Linked DNA regions of Triticum aestivum: region 2 is linked to region 1. Evidence: chromatin contacts called from public Hi-C data. All regions are on one chromosome and are shown on one strand. The core of a region is the stretch at or near the end of the contact, and the rest is flanking DNA. Distances in the headings are between cores, read along the strand shown. Region 1 holds the start of LOC123187746 (nodulation protein H). Region 2 holds the start of LOC123187750 (probable carboxylesterase 18).

Region 1 (5,868 bases), core at 1,646-4,145:
AATCAAAATAAAATCGGTACTTTTCAAAACCATGTCATGCATTAACCCAATCAAATCAAATCAAATCAATTCTTACCAAAATCTCAACTCAAGCAAAAACTTTATTTGTCTACCCCTGCCCATGCCAAATCAAATCTTACCAAAATCTCAAATTAATCAATTTTTTTCCTTGCATTTTCCTACCCATACTCAAATCAAATTAATTCCTATCAAAATCTAGAATATTGTGTGTGTGTGTAAGGTGTACATTGGCCAATTTTAGTGTAGAACCACTAGAGTATTTGCGCCTCGTTGCAGCACGGGCAAATAGCTGGTCAGGAGCTAAGTGCCAACACGCCTTAGATTTTAAGTTTGTTTTAAACCTTGAGAATATAGAGAACGGCGCAAATAAATCTTGACGTTCAAATCCTTGAAATCCATATCCTGACCTTATTTATCCCTGTTGTTTTTTACCTTCAGGTCGTATCCAAACACAGGATTCCTACGCGGCTCTGAAAATGACGGGATTAGGGTGAGTTAACCACGTGCATGTATGCTCAAAAAAAAAACTACGTGCATGTGGGCCCATGGTTGCCTGGCTTACTGTGCGGACTACGACCACTGGTTGCGCTCCCTTGGCGTGGACCCACGGAGCTCCGAGGCCTCCCCCGCCTCGGTGATCCAAGGCCTGCGATGTGCGATGCTCGCCAAAGGATCGCCGTCGACCATGCCGCCAGCACAGAGTCCAAGATCGGCGATCTGGTGCTTGGTGGAGCTCGAGGCTGATGACGCCGCCGACACCGACTGCTCGCGCAGCGCGCGGTTCAACCACTGCCTGCGCATTACGACGGCACCGCTGGCCTGCTCCGCGACGCGCTCGACAACCTGCAGGTCAACGTGTACGGCCGGACTTTTGGGCAGTTCACGGCGGCGCTGGTGGCGTCCAAGAGCAGCGAGGACACCCTCAACCCCGGCCAACGCTGTCCCCGTGGCCGCCCACGCCCGTGAGTACGGCTGCATGGCCCACATCGCCGTTCGATTCATTCATGCCGCCGCCGTGTGATCATGGTCGGAGCTCAGCCCCCTTCTTGCGTGCCTCCATGGACCATCGTGTTGTTGCCTGCATGGATTGGATTTCCTCATCGCCATCGCCCATGATTCATTATTGATTACTAGGAGTATTATATATATAATCAAGTGTAGTTGGAAATGTTCTTCTGTCATTTTCGATTGTCCATATTGTAGGCCATGATTTACTATTCGTCAGATAATAAGGCAATAATAACAAGATGAATTTACTGATTACCTCTGTTTTTTTTTCCTTTTTGCGGATGATTACCTCTGTTCTTCTGCCTGTATCAGAAAGAATTTGTGTACAGTCTATTTTATTTAAGGGGAAAAATATTGACTACTGTTTACGATTTGATTGGTGAAACCAGAATAAGTGTTAGCAAACACAATCAGGCATACAAGTTACTGTTATTTGCATGAAATATGTTATGATTAAGTGGCCAAAAAAATCGTGAGAAAAAACATGGATATGTGGCATGCGTCCGAACGCAGCCACTGAAACTGAGATTCAGATGGCAGATGGCGGGGCAGAGCTAGCAAAGGAGCTCAATGGCAGCTGGAGCAGCAGCCGCGGCGCGTCTTCACGTGGCATTTTTAATTTGCAATCCCATCATTTCCCGATGCCATGTCAGCAAATCCAGTCCTAATCCTGGCGTAGGGGCGATTACAACCAGGATCAGAGAGGTTAGGGTATAGACTTCAGGGATTTGAACGCCGGGGTTTATTTGCGTCACGCTCTACATTATCAAGGTTTAAAATAGACTTCACTTGTGTCTAACATTTGGGAAGTAATACCCACTCATAAAACTACCGACACGTCGGGATTAGTCGTCTGCACCAAAGCGCGTGTGGCGACATTTCGAATCCCAACATGACCTACATTTATTTGCAAAAAAAAAAGACACACGACCTGCATTTAGAAAGGAAAGAAACGAAGAGACAAATCAAGATGTGAATAATACGGCGGTCCGTGTTACTTGTCGAAGCGCCAAATCGTTTTCGTGTAAAAGAATTCAGAGGGCGGGCAAACAGGCAGACACGCCATCAGGATGGCTTGGGCGCGCACAATCTTCTGTTTCTTTTTTGTTTGACAATTGGGCGCACACAATCTCCGGTCCTTTTCAGTTCGCATATAAGATTTGACTGAAGTCAAGCCTCGTAAAGTTTAACCAACTTTATAGAAAAAATACCAACATTCACAATCTGAAATCAATATCAATAGATGTGTCATGACTTAAAGTTTCATATTGTATAACTTTAGCTGGCAGATTATGATATTTTTTCTTATAAATACGGTCAAACTTTGTGAAGTTTGACTTTAGAGAATTCTAATATGCAGAGCAAAAAGGACCGGAGGGAGTAAATCACAACCTGTGCATGGAACAACTGGTGCGCCTGGACTGGTCGCGTAGTACGCCGAGCGGCGCGCGGCGACATTTGGAGAAGGATGATGATGAGGATGTGTCGGTGAAACGCCGAGCATCGCGGGTCAAGCCGACGCTCCACCCGAGAGGACGGACCAGATCCACAACAATAGCCTGATGAAACCGCTTTTTGTTCACAAAAAAAGGTCTCTCGAGGCTGCCGGCACCATCATCCATCCCTTTGGGTTTTTTCTTTCTTTCTATTTTTTGATTGACATCACCCATCCACTTGGTTTAATCGACGATGGTCCACCAAGACCGGGCGCAGCGACGGCCCCCCTCTTCATTAACTCCGCCTGCACTTTGTGCGTCAAGGGCTCAAGGCAGGCGGCAGCCGCGCTCACTCCCAATTTCCTAATTCCTCCGCATTAACTAATTGAGCTAATTTCTTCTTCTTCCCCGTCGGTCGTTCACACCCTTTCGTCGAATAATCAAACTCTAAACCCGTTCCTGCTCCATTCCCTTCTCCTTTCTTCTTCCTTAAAAAAACCCGAGCTCGTTCGTGCTCCATTATCTCCCTCACTCTTACTATAAATTAGAGAGAGAGAGAGAGAGGGAGGGAGGGAAGCTGGGAGCGATTCCTGCTGACGCGCCAGCTGAGGTGTGAGGGGCTGTTCGTGCCGTGTGACTCTTCCGTTCCGTTGGGATCCCTCCTCCCTTTTCGCGTGGTCTCTCCCAGAGCTGCCTGTCTTGTGCGGCGCGGGGAAGCAAAATCTCACCTGGGCTCGTCTTCCTCCTCCGCCTCCTGCTCCTGCTCCTGCTCCAACCAGCCGGCCGGCTTTGGGTTCTTCGCCGCCTCGGAGCTCGAATCCGGCCCGCGGGTTCCTGATTTCGTGCCGAGGCTCTCGGCGGCAGATTCGCGCCGGCATTTCGCGGGAACGCTCTTCGCCCAACTCTCCTTTCCGCCATTTCTCGGCGCCGAATCCTGCCCCGGGGCTTCTCTCCCTTCTCCCTCCCCCTCAGCCTAGGGTTCTCCCGGTTTCCCGGAAGCATCCCTTTCGGCAGAGTCCTGGTGCTTTTCTTTTCTTGAAATTAGCAGAGTCTTAGGTGCTGGTATGTACTATTACGAGTTCTTTTCCTTTTTCTTTTCTTTTGCGGGAGTGTTTTGCTGGGTTTGCTGACTGCAGGAATTTGTAATTTTACCTACCAGGATGCGCGACGATTCATCCAACACACATGGCCAGCTGCTGCTGACATCCATGAGGAGACCTCGGCATGTTACTCTGCTGCTGTGCGCGAGCAGGAGGACCAGAACCCGGCCCACGCACTGAATCTTCTTCTGCTACAGACTTTCAGTCACAAAATGGTACCGTACCACCGCTCTGCTTCTGGATTTGGTATTACTACTATTTATTTGTTCATTATTAGTAACTGTATCTCACCATGGATTTGGTACTATTTATTTGTTCATTACTACTAACAGTATCTCACCATGGATTTGGTGCTACTTATTTGTTCAGTATTAGCAACAGCAGTATCTGACCATGGATGGATTTGGTAATAACTTGCAGCACCCATATCCGCTCAAAGGCTCCAAGGGGGCGTCGTTGCCGCCGCGGCCGACCCTCGTCTTCCTCATCGCGCTCTTTGGCCTCTATGTGTGCTACCTCTCCTTCAATCAGATAAGGATGGAGAGCAAGCATGTGGAGGAGAATGGTGCACAAGAACAAGATGAACATGTTTGCGCAAAGCCTTATGTTCCAAGTGAGGAGCTGCCCTACGTGCACTTCCCAAAGCCAAAGGGTTACAGCAGGTAATTTTCCTTTTATAGGATGGACAAACTCTTTATTGGCATCCCCCTGGCGAGTATGCAGATTTTCTGACACATGTTTCTTTCCATAGGGCGGAATGCTCGTGTAATCCTGTTCGGTTCTTTGTGATCGTGTCGATGCAAAGATCGGGAAGTGGATGGTTCGAGACACTGCTAAACAGCCACCCTAACATCAGCTCGAACGGCGAAATATTCAACAGAGTGGATAGAAGACAAAATATATCGTCCATCGTACAAACACTCGACAAACTGTATGACTTGGACTGGCTCACAAGTGCAGCAAAGAATGAGTGCACGGCTGCATTTGGATTCAAGTGGATGCTAAATCAGGTATTTAAACCTCATCTGTTTTCTCGGTCCATGTTTGGAGGTTCAGCATTTCTTCGGTAGTTTGGCTGCTTTGTTATCCGTGATTTCAGAAATTGTACACTTTGAAGCTGTGCCTTGCCATAGTTATTTATATTGCAATCTAGTCTATTTATTGTGGATAGAAATATGGAGAGCAAACTGGCCTTATGATCTGGTTTGCTTGCCAAAGGTTCAGATAATGTTGAAACTGCAGTTAAGAGTTTTGAAGTGTACCACACCATAACATGCCTGCATTTCTCAGATGTCAGTGCTATGTCAGGTCACGTTAATGATACCAAACTTTTCTAAAAGCCAGGTTGGTCAATCATGATTATTGATGTTGATGTTTGTATTGTTCAGTGTACCGTTAGCATTAACAACATTATGCCTAGTGATAACAAGTGAAAAAAATATTTCTATGTCATTAACTGCTATGGTTGTGTTTTCCAGGGTTTTATGGACCATCATGATGAAATACTTAGTTATTTGAACAAGAAGGGTGTCTCAGTGATATTTCTCTTCAGGAGAAATACATTGCGCAGGCTTATCTCTGTGTTGGCCAACAACTATGACAGAGATGCAAAGCAGCTGAATGGAACCCATAAATCTCACGTTCACTCGGAAGAAGAGGTATCGTCGATGCACAGAGAATTCCAGTAAATTTACTGCAGTGACTTTGCTCTGTTCCCTCACGTTTTTTCGCATAAATGCGAGGCACTTGTTTTCTTACCCTGGTTCTGAAACCATACAGCTAAACTACCTCTTTGCTGACATGGGGCTCTGAAATGCTAAAATCCTAAAACTAACTTTGAACTTCTGGTCAAACTTTAATCTTCTGCTTTTGCATTTAAGAAAGATTGTAACGCCATTGTCGATAATATCTGGAATGAGCAGAATAAAATGTTAAACCGGTGCACACTGATGCACTTCCTCTCTCTTTCGAACAACCATCATAACTGACTTTTCATTTGCAACCTGTTGGTCATACTAGCTGGTGCTTTCATCTGATAAGTCTATTTTGTTCTCTGCCAGGCCGAGATACTCGCAAAATTCAAACCAGAACTGGACGTGTCAACCCTGGTTTCAAACATCAGGGACGTCGAGAAGTACATGGGAGACTGCTTGGACAGCTTCAACACGACACGGCGCATGATCCTCTACTACGAGGACATAATCAGAAACAGAAATGTACTGGAGTAGAACTCATTTGGATGCCCTAACGAAGTATTGATAGAGTATGGTTTACCTTAATAGCACGTCTCTGCCTCTGTGTGT
Region 2 (5,868 bases), core at 3,198-5,697, 400 kb before region 1:
GGTGCTTTGAGATCCTTAATACTATCAACAACTATTTTTCACATCCTTCGTTGTGCAAGGAGATAACAGCATATCATTCATCTCAGGGCGCGGTGACATGCGTGTGCAGCTTAACTAGCAGGTCCGGGTCTGTTTCATGAACTTCCGACGAAAACGGGTTAATGAAACAATCAAGAATCATAGGGTTAGCGCATCAGTACCTTCAAGCCAAGTGCCATGATTATTCTTGAGAAGAGTAATTATATTTCTTTTTCTACTCGCCAACGCAAACTCGTGAAAGAATTCCGTATTTATGTCTCTGTTTTCAACCAATTTATCCGCGATCAATAGGGCCAGTGAATTTCTTCTAATTCCAAAAATTATTCAACAAGCCCAGCCACTTCTTTTTTCATAATTTCTGTCTCACCACGCATAGGTGCTTGCATAACTTCCCCAAGGTCCTTTTAGGCGTTTCCTTTACCTCCCAGACTGAGCCGATCAACCAAATGCTTTTTTTAGGGATTCAACCAAATGCTACTTGGCTCTGGCTTTAGTTCATTTCGCAAACCAGTGTACACTAGTCGTACATAATGAGCCAGCCCATGTAGAGGGTCGCTCCTTTGTTTTTCTTTTCTGGTTTTCTGTTAGTTTTTTCTTTTTCCTTTTTCTTTTTCTTTTCTTGCTGCGCAATTTTTTTCCAAATGTATGAAAATTTTCAAATACGTGAACTTTGTTTGAATTTACATTTTCCCCTGAATGCATAGACTATTTTCAAATTCACAAATGATTTCAAATTCTTGAACTTTTCTCAAAGCCATGAGATTTTTCAAATTTATGAACTTTTTTCAAACCCACAAACTTTTAATGAATTCGTGAACGTTCAGTAAATTTGTGAGCATTTTTTTAGTTGGCAAACATTTTTCACACTCATGAACATTTTACAAAACTCTTGAACATTTTTCAAATCCATGAACCTTTTCTGATCCGTGAACTTTTTCAAATGCATGAATATATTCAAATCCACACATGTTTGTCATATTTATGAATGTTTTTAAATTCCTACCTTTTCACAATCATAGAACTCCTTTGCAGAACTGCTATTTTTGAAATTATGATTTTTTTTCTTATTGTGTATTTTTTTGCAAATCTATTTTTTTCAAATCCAAGTCTTGAATAAAATGTTTTTAATAATTATTCAGATCCTTTTTTTTACAAAAGTGCATCACTGACCGGTCAAACGATTGACAGTTCAGCCATCGACGGAGCGAACCAACCCCAATCCGTATCTGGCGTCCTTTGTGGCACTTATAGGCTTAACTGCAAATGGCGGACACCCCTCCGAATGCAATGGGTCGGCAAATGTAACATTGTTTGTCTTTCTTTTCACGAACGGCTTTTTACATCAACTGGTTTTGGGGAAGTTTCTAGAAGCTTCCAACTAGTTTTGTGTAGCTTCTAGAATCTTCCAACCAGTTTTCCTTTTTCTTTTTTTGGACCGGTTTTGTTTGCTTTTTTTCTCTTTTCTATATTACTTTTTTCTATTTTTAATGAAATTTTCTAAAATTCATAAACATATCTTGAATTAGTGAACCTTTTTCAAAACCCGTGATTTATTTTCAAAACCTGAACTTTTTTAGAATCCGTGAACTTTTTCAGACACATGAATGTTTTCAAAATTATAAACTTTTTTAAAATATTGAACTTTGTAAAAATCCATGAACATTTTTTAAACTCATGTTTTCTTAAAAAAATACAAACTTTGTTTTGAAGATTGTAACCTTTCTTTCAAACTCACAAAGTTTTTTTGAAAGCCAACATTTATTTCTTGAATATTTTTGAATCCATCAACTATTTTCAAACCCATGAACATTTTTTAAATTTGCAAAAAAATCAAAATTCGTGAACTTTTGCAAATTCGCCAACAAATATTCAAAGTCGTTAAAAAAATCGGTGAACTTTCCCAATTTTGGGTTTTCTCAGATTGTTTATTCGAGAAGAATCAATGGATGTATAAAGTTCAAGAAGCGAATACGTGAATTACTTTTTCTGATTTTTTTCAGACTTTTCCAGTCAGTGAACGTTTTTTTAAACACTGGAAAGCCACAAGATAGATTTGTGCAACGTGCATTGCATGTCCGGTTCAGGACTAGTGGTCGTTAATCATCGTCCCTGGTTCTCCACGCGGTCGACTTCGACCGGCGGCGTGTCAGCGGCGACGCCGGCTGTACGCGCCCGTTTCGATCATTCATATTGGGGAGCCGAAATGAGGCGGGTGGAGAGCGACACGTCACTGCAGACGCTCTGCTTCACACGATGATCATCCTCAAACCATCGTCGGCGACATACATTGTCCGCGATCCGGATTGCAGTCACCCTCATGGATGTATACTTGTCGGAGTAGGTAGGTGCCAAAATCTTCTTTCATTGCTTCAGCATTTGCGTTATTCTCTCCTGCGCACAACGGAGAAAGAGCAGCTAGATGGAGGCGGCCAAGTAGAAGAGCCAAGAAACTGATGGCGGGAGCCGAGAGCGCGCGGCCGGCGCCTCCGGTGCTGCCGTGGACGGTGCGGCTCCAGGTGCTCGCGCTCGGGGCCTTCTGCGACCTCTCGCAGCGCCGCGACGGCACCGTGAACCGCTTCCTCTTCTCCCTCGCCGACCGCCTGACCCCGGCGAGGCCGCGCCCGAACGCGCTCGGCGTCCGCTCTGCCGACGTCGTCGTCGACGCCCACAGAAACCTCTGGGCGCGCGTCTTCTCCACGTCCGCGGGTAAACCCGAGGCGGCGCCGCTCCCGGTCGTCGTGTACTGTCACGGTGGCGGCTTCGCGCTGCTCTCCGCTGCGTCCGCGCCCCTGGACGCGATGTGCCGCCGCTTCTGCCGCGAGCTGGGCGCCGTGGGCGTCTCCGTCAACTACCGCCTGGCGCCCGAGCACCGCTACTCCGCTGCCTACGATGACTGCGCGGACGTGCTCAGCTACCTTGGCACCGCTGGCCTCCCTGCCGACATCGGAACATTTTCTCCTTTTCTCCTTTTCTCCTTTTATTCTCTTTTCTCCTTTTATTCTCTTTAGTTCGCGGAACATTTTATTTTCTTGTTCTTTTTCGTAAATGATCAATTTTTTTAAAAAAATTGATGAACTTTTAAAATTCAATGAACTTGATTTCAAAAACGATGAACTTTTTTCAAATTTGATTTGATCGATGAACTTTTTTCCAAATTCGGTGAAATTTTTCCAAAAATGTTCATCAATTTTTTAAAAAGTTCATCAATTTTAAAAATGGTCACCGGATTTGAAAAAATAGTTCATTCATTTGAAAAAAAAAAGTTCATCGATTTCATAAAAAAATTCATCAACTTTTGAAAAACAGTTCCTTGAACTCGAAAAAAAGTTCATGAATTCAAAAAAACAAAAAAAGTGCATGAACTCAAGAAAAATTCACGAAATGGAAAAAAAAGAAAAAGAACAAAATCGTTCCGAATAAAAAAGAAGAAAAATAAATTAGAAAAAGAAAAAAAGCGAAAAGACATAAGAAGGAAAAGAGTGAAGAAATGTAACTAAGCACATAAGGTGAAAATCAGTCGACTAATGATTAGACAACCCCTCATGAAAGGAAAATTATTTCCTTCAACTAAACAATCCCAGTTGAGCATCTGCCCCCTTCGTGTCCGTCGGATGGACTATTCATCGGACAGTCAGGAGCTAACCCCTCTAACTAGTCCCTTATCGATCAGGGGCTAGATCCTGCAGCAACTAGGCCTAGGGAGGGCGGCGGTGCGCGCCTACAGAGGCAGACCCCCGCGGTGATGACGACAACCAAATCTCCGCCAGTGATGGACGACCTCGACTCATTCAGGTACGGATGGTAGTGGTAGGACAAGGGTGGTGGTACGCGGCGGTGAGGGTGGTTGTTGGCGGTGGTGGTTGTGCTCCCCCGACGTGCTTCTGCAATGGCGGTAGCAGCAGCGTGCTTCTGTGATAGTGGGAATGGGCGTGATGTTGCTCTGTTGAGGTCGGCGGCGACGCGCTTGATGTAGGCAAAAGACGGCGGCATTTTTGCACATTATTTTCAGTTTCAAAAATTTCTGCAACATTACCTATGCTGCAAAAGTTCTTTCACAACATCACCATTGTTGAAAAACAAATGAAGACCGGAAACAAAATTCTAAAACACGACCTATGTAAAAAAATCCAACAACAAACCTATGTTGCAAAGAGAGAAAAAAAATGCAACACAATATCTGCTGCGAATATTTCTGCAAGAAGACTGCAAAGTAGACGAAGACGTTCAACAGCTCGATTGCGTCAGATCCAGTGGCCGCTCAACAGTCTGCAGCCACAAGATAGATTAGTGCAACGTGCGACGCATGTCCGGTTCAGCACTAGTGGTCGTTAATCATCGTCCCTGGTTCTCCACCGGTGGCGTGTCAGCGGCGACGCCGGCTGGACGCGCCCGTTTCGATCATTCATATTGGGGAGCCGAAACGAGGCGGGTGGAGTGAAGTACATATGCAGTAGCCCGCAGCTACACGTCACTGCAGACGCTCTGCTTCACACGATGATCATCTTCAAACCATCGTCGGCGACATACATTGTCCGCGTCGCGATCGGATCGGACACGGATTGCCGTCACCCTCATGGATGTATACTTCCTCCGTCCGGAAATACGAGTAGGTGCCAAAATCTTCTTCCATTGCTTCAGCATTTGCGTCGTTCTCCCGTGTGCACAACGGAGAAAGGGCAGCGAAACGAAGAAATTGATGGCGGGAGCCGAGAGCGCGCGGCCGGCGCCTCCGGTGCTGCCGTGGACGGTGCGGCTCCAGGTGCTCGCGCTCGGGGCCTTCTGCGACCTCTCGCAGCGCCGCGACGGCACAGTGAACCGCTCCCTCTTCTCGCTCGCCGACCGGCAGACCTCGGCGAGGCCGCGCCCGGACGCGCTCGGCGTCCGCTCCGTCGACGTCGTCGTCGACCCCGCAAGGAGCCTCTGGGCGCGCGTCTTCTCCCCGTCCGCGGATAACGCTGAGGCCACTCCGCTCCCTGTCCTCGTGTACTTCCACGGCGGCGGCTTCGCGCTGCTCTCCGCGGCGTCCGCGCCCCTGGACGCCATGTGCCGCCGCTTCTGCCGCGAGCTGGGCGCCGTGGTCGTCTCCGTCAACTACCGCCGCGCGCCCGAGCACCGTTACCCCGCCGCCTACGATGACTGCGCGGACGTGCTCAGCTACCTTGCCACCACCGGCCTACCTGCCGACATCGGCGTCCCGGTCGACCTCTCCCGGTGCTTCCTCTTCGGGGACAGCGCCGGCGGCAACATCGCCCACCACGTGGCCCACCGGTGGACCTCGTCCGCCGCTGCTTCCTCCAATAACCCCGTCCGCCTCGCCGGCATCATCCTGCTGCAGCCGTACTTCGGCGGCGAGGAGCGCACCGAAGCAGAGCTGAGGCTGGAGGGCGTGGGGCCGGTGGTGAACATGCGCCGCTCGGATTGGTCCTGGAAGGCGTTCCTGCCGGAGGGGGCCGACCGGAACCACCCGGCAGCGCACGTGACTGGCGAGGCGGGCCCGGAGCCCGAGCTGCCGGAGGCGTTCCCGCCGGCGATGGTGGTGATCGGCGGGTTCGACCCGCTGCAAGACTGGCAGCGGCGGTACCCCGCCATGCTGCGGCGGAAGGGGAAGGCGGTGCGGGTGCTGGAGTTTCCGGACGCCATCCATGGCTTCTACATGTTCCCGAAGCTCCCCGACGCCGGGAAGCTCGTCAAGGACGTTAAGAACTTCATGGAAACCACCACGTGCGACCATTAATCCGCTGTGTAGTCGACTCAGCTCGTATGCAGCCTCGCCGGCGAGAGCTCCATCGCGTCGGATGCGAGGGAAATCTCACTTTCGGTATTGCTTGC

Evidence for each region. A called contact is a pair of places that touch in the nucleus more often than the background predicts.
Region 2: a contact with region 1 is called in a Hi-C map of leaf, with 2.6 times the contacts expected there. The contact joins the promoter of LOC123187750 here to the promoter of LOC123187746 in region 1. A contact is called at or near these places in 2 of 5 Hi-C or Micro-C datasets (both in leaf).

Annotation. Positions count from the first base shown.
Region 1 is chr2A:92,633,901-92,639,768 of IWGSC CS RefSeq v2.1, reverse strand. LOC123187746 (nodulation protein H) reads left to right here and starts at 2,895. Exons shown (of 7, transcript XM_044599670.1): 1 at 2,895-3,527; 2 at 3,625-3,780; 3 at 3,986-4,227; 4 at 4,317-4,575; 5 at 5,044-5,223; 6 at 5,626-5,781. The coding sequence starts at 3,778.
Region 2 is chr2A:93,030,558-93,036,425 of IWGSC CS RefSeq v2.1, reverse strand. LOC123187750 (probable carboxylesterase 18) reads left to right here and starts at 4,447. Exons shown (of 1, transcript XM_044599675.1): 1 at 4,447-5,868. The coding sequence starts at 4,613. The coding sequence ends at 5,773. It overlaps LOC123191563 (probable carboxylesterase 18), which reads left to right and starts at 2,445. Exons shown (of 1, transcript XM_044604247.1): 1 at 2,445-3,047. The coding sequence starts at 2,493. The coding sequence ends at 3,047.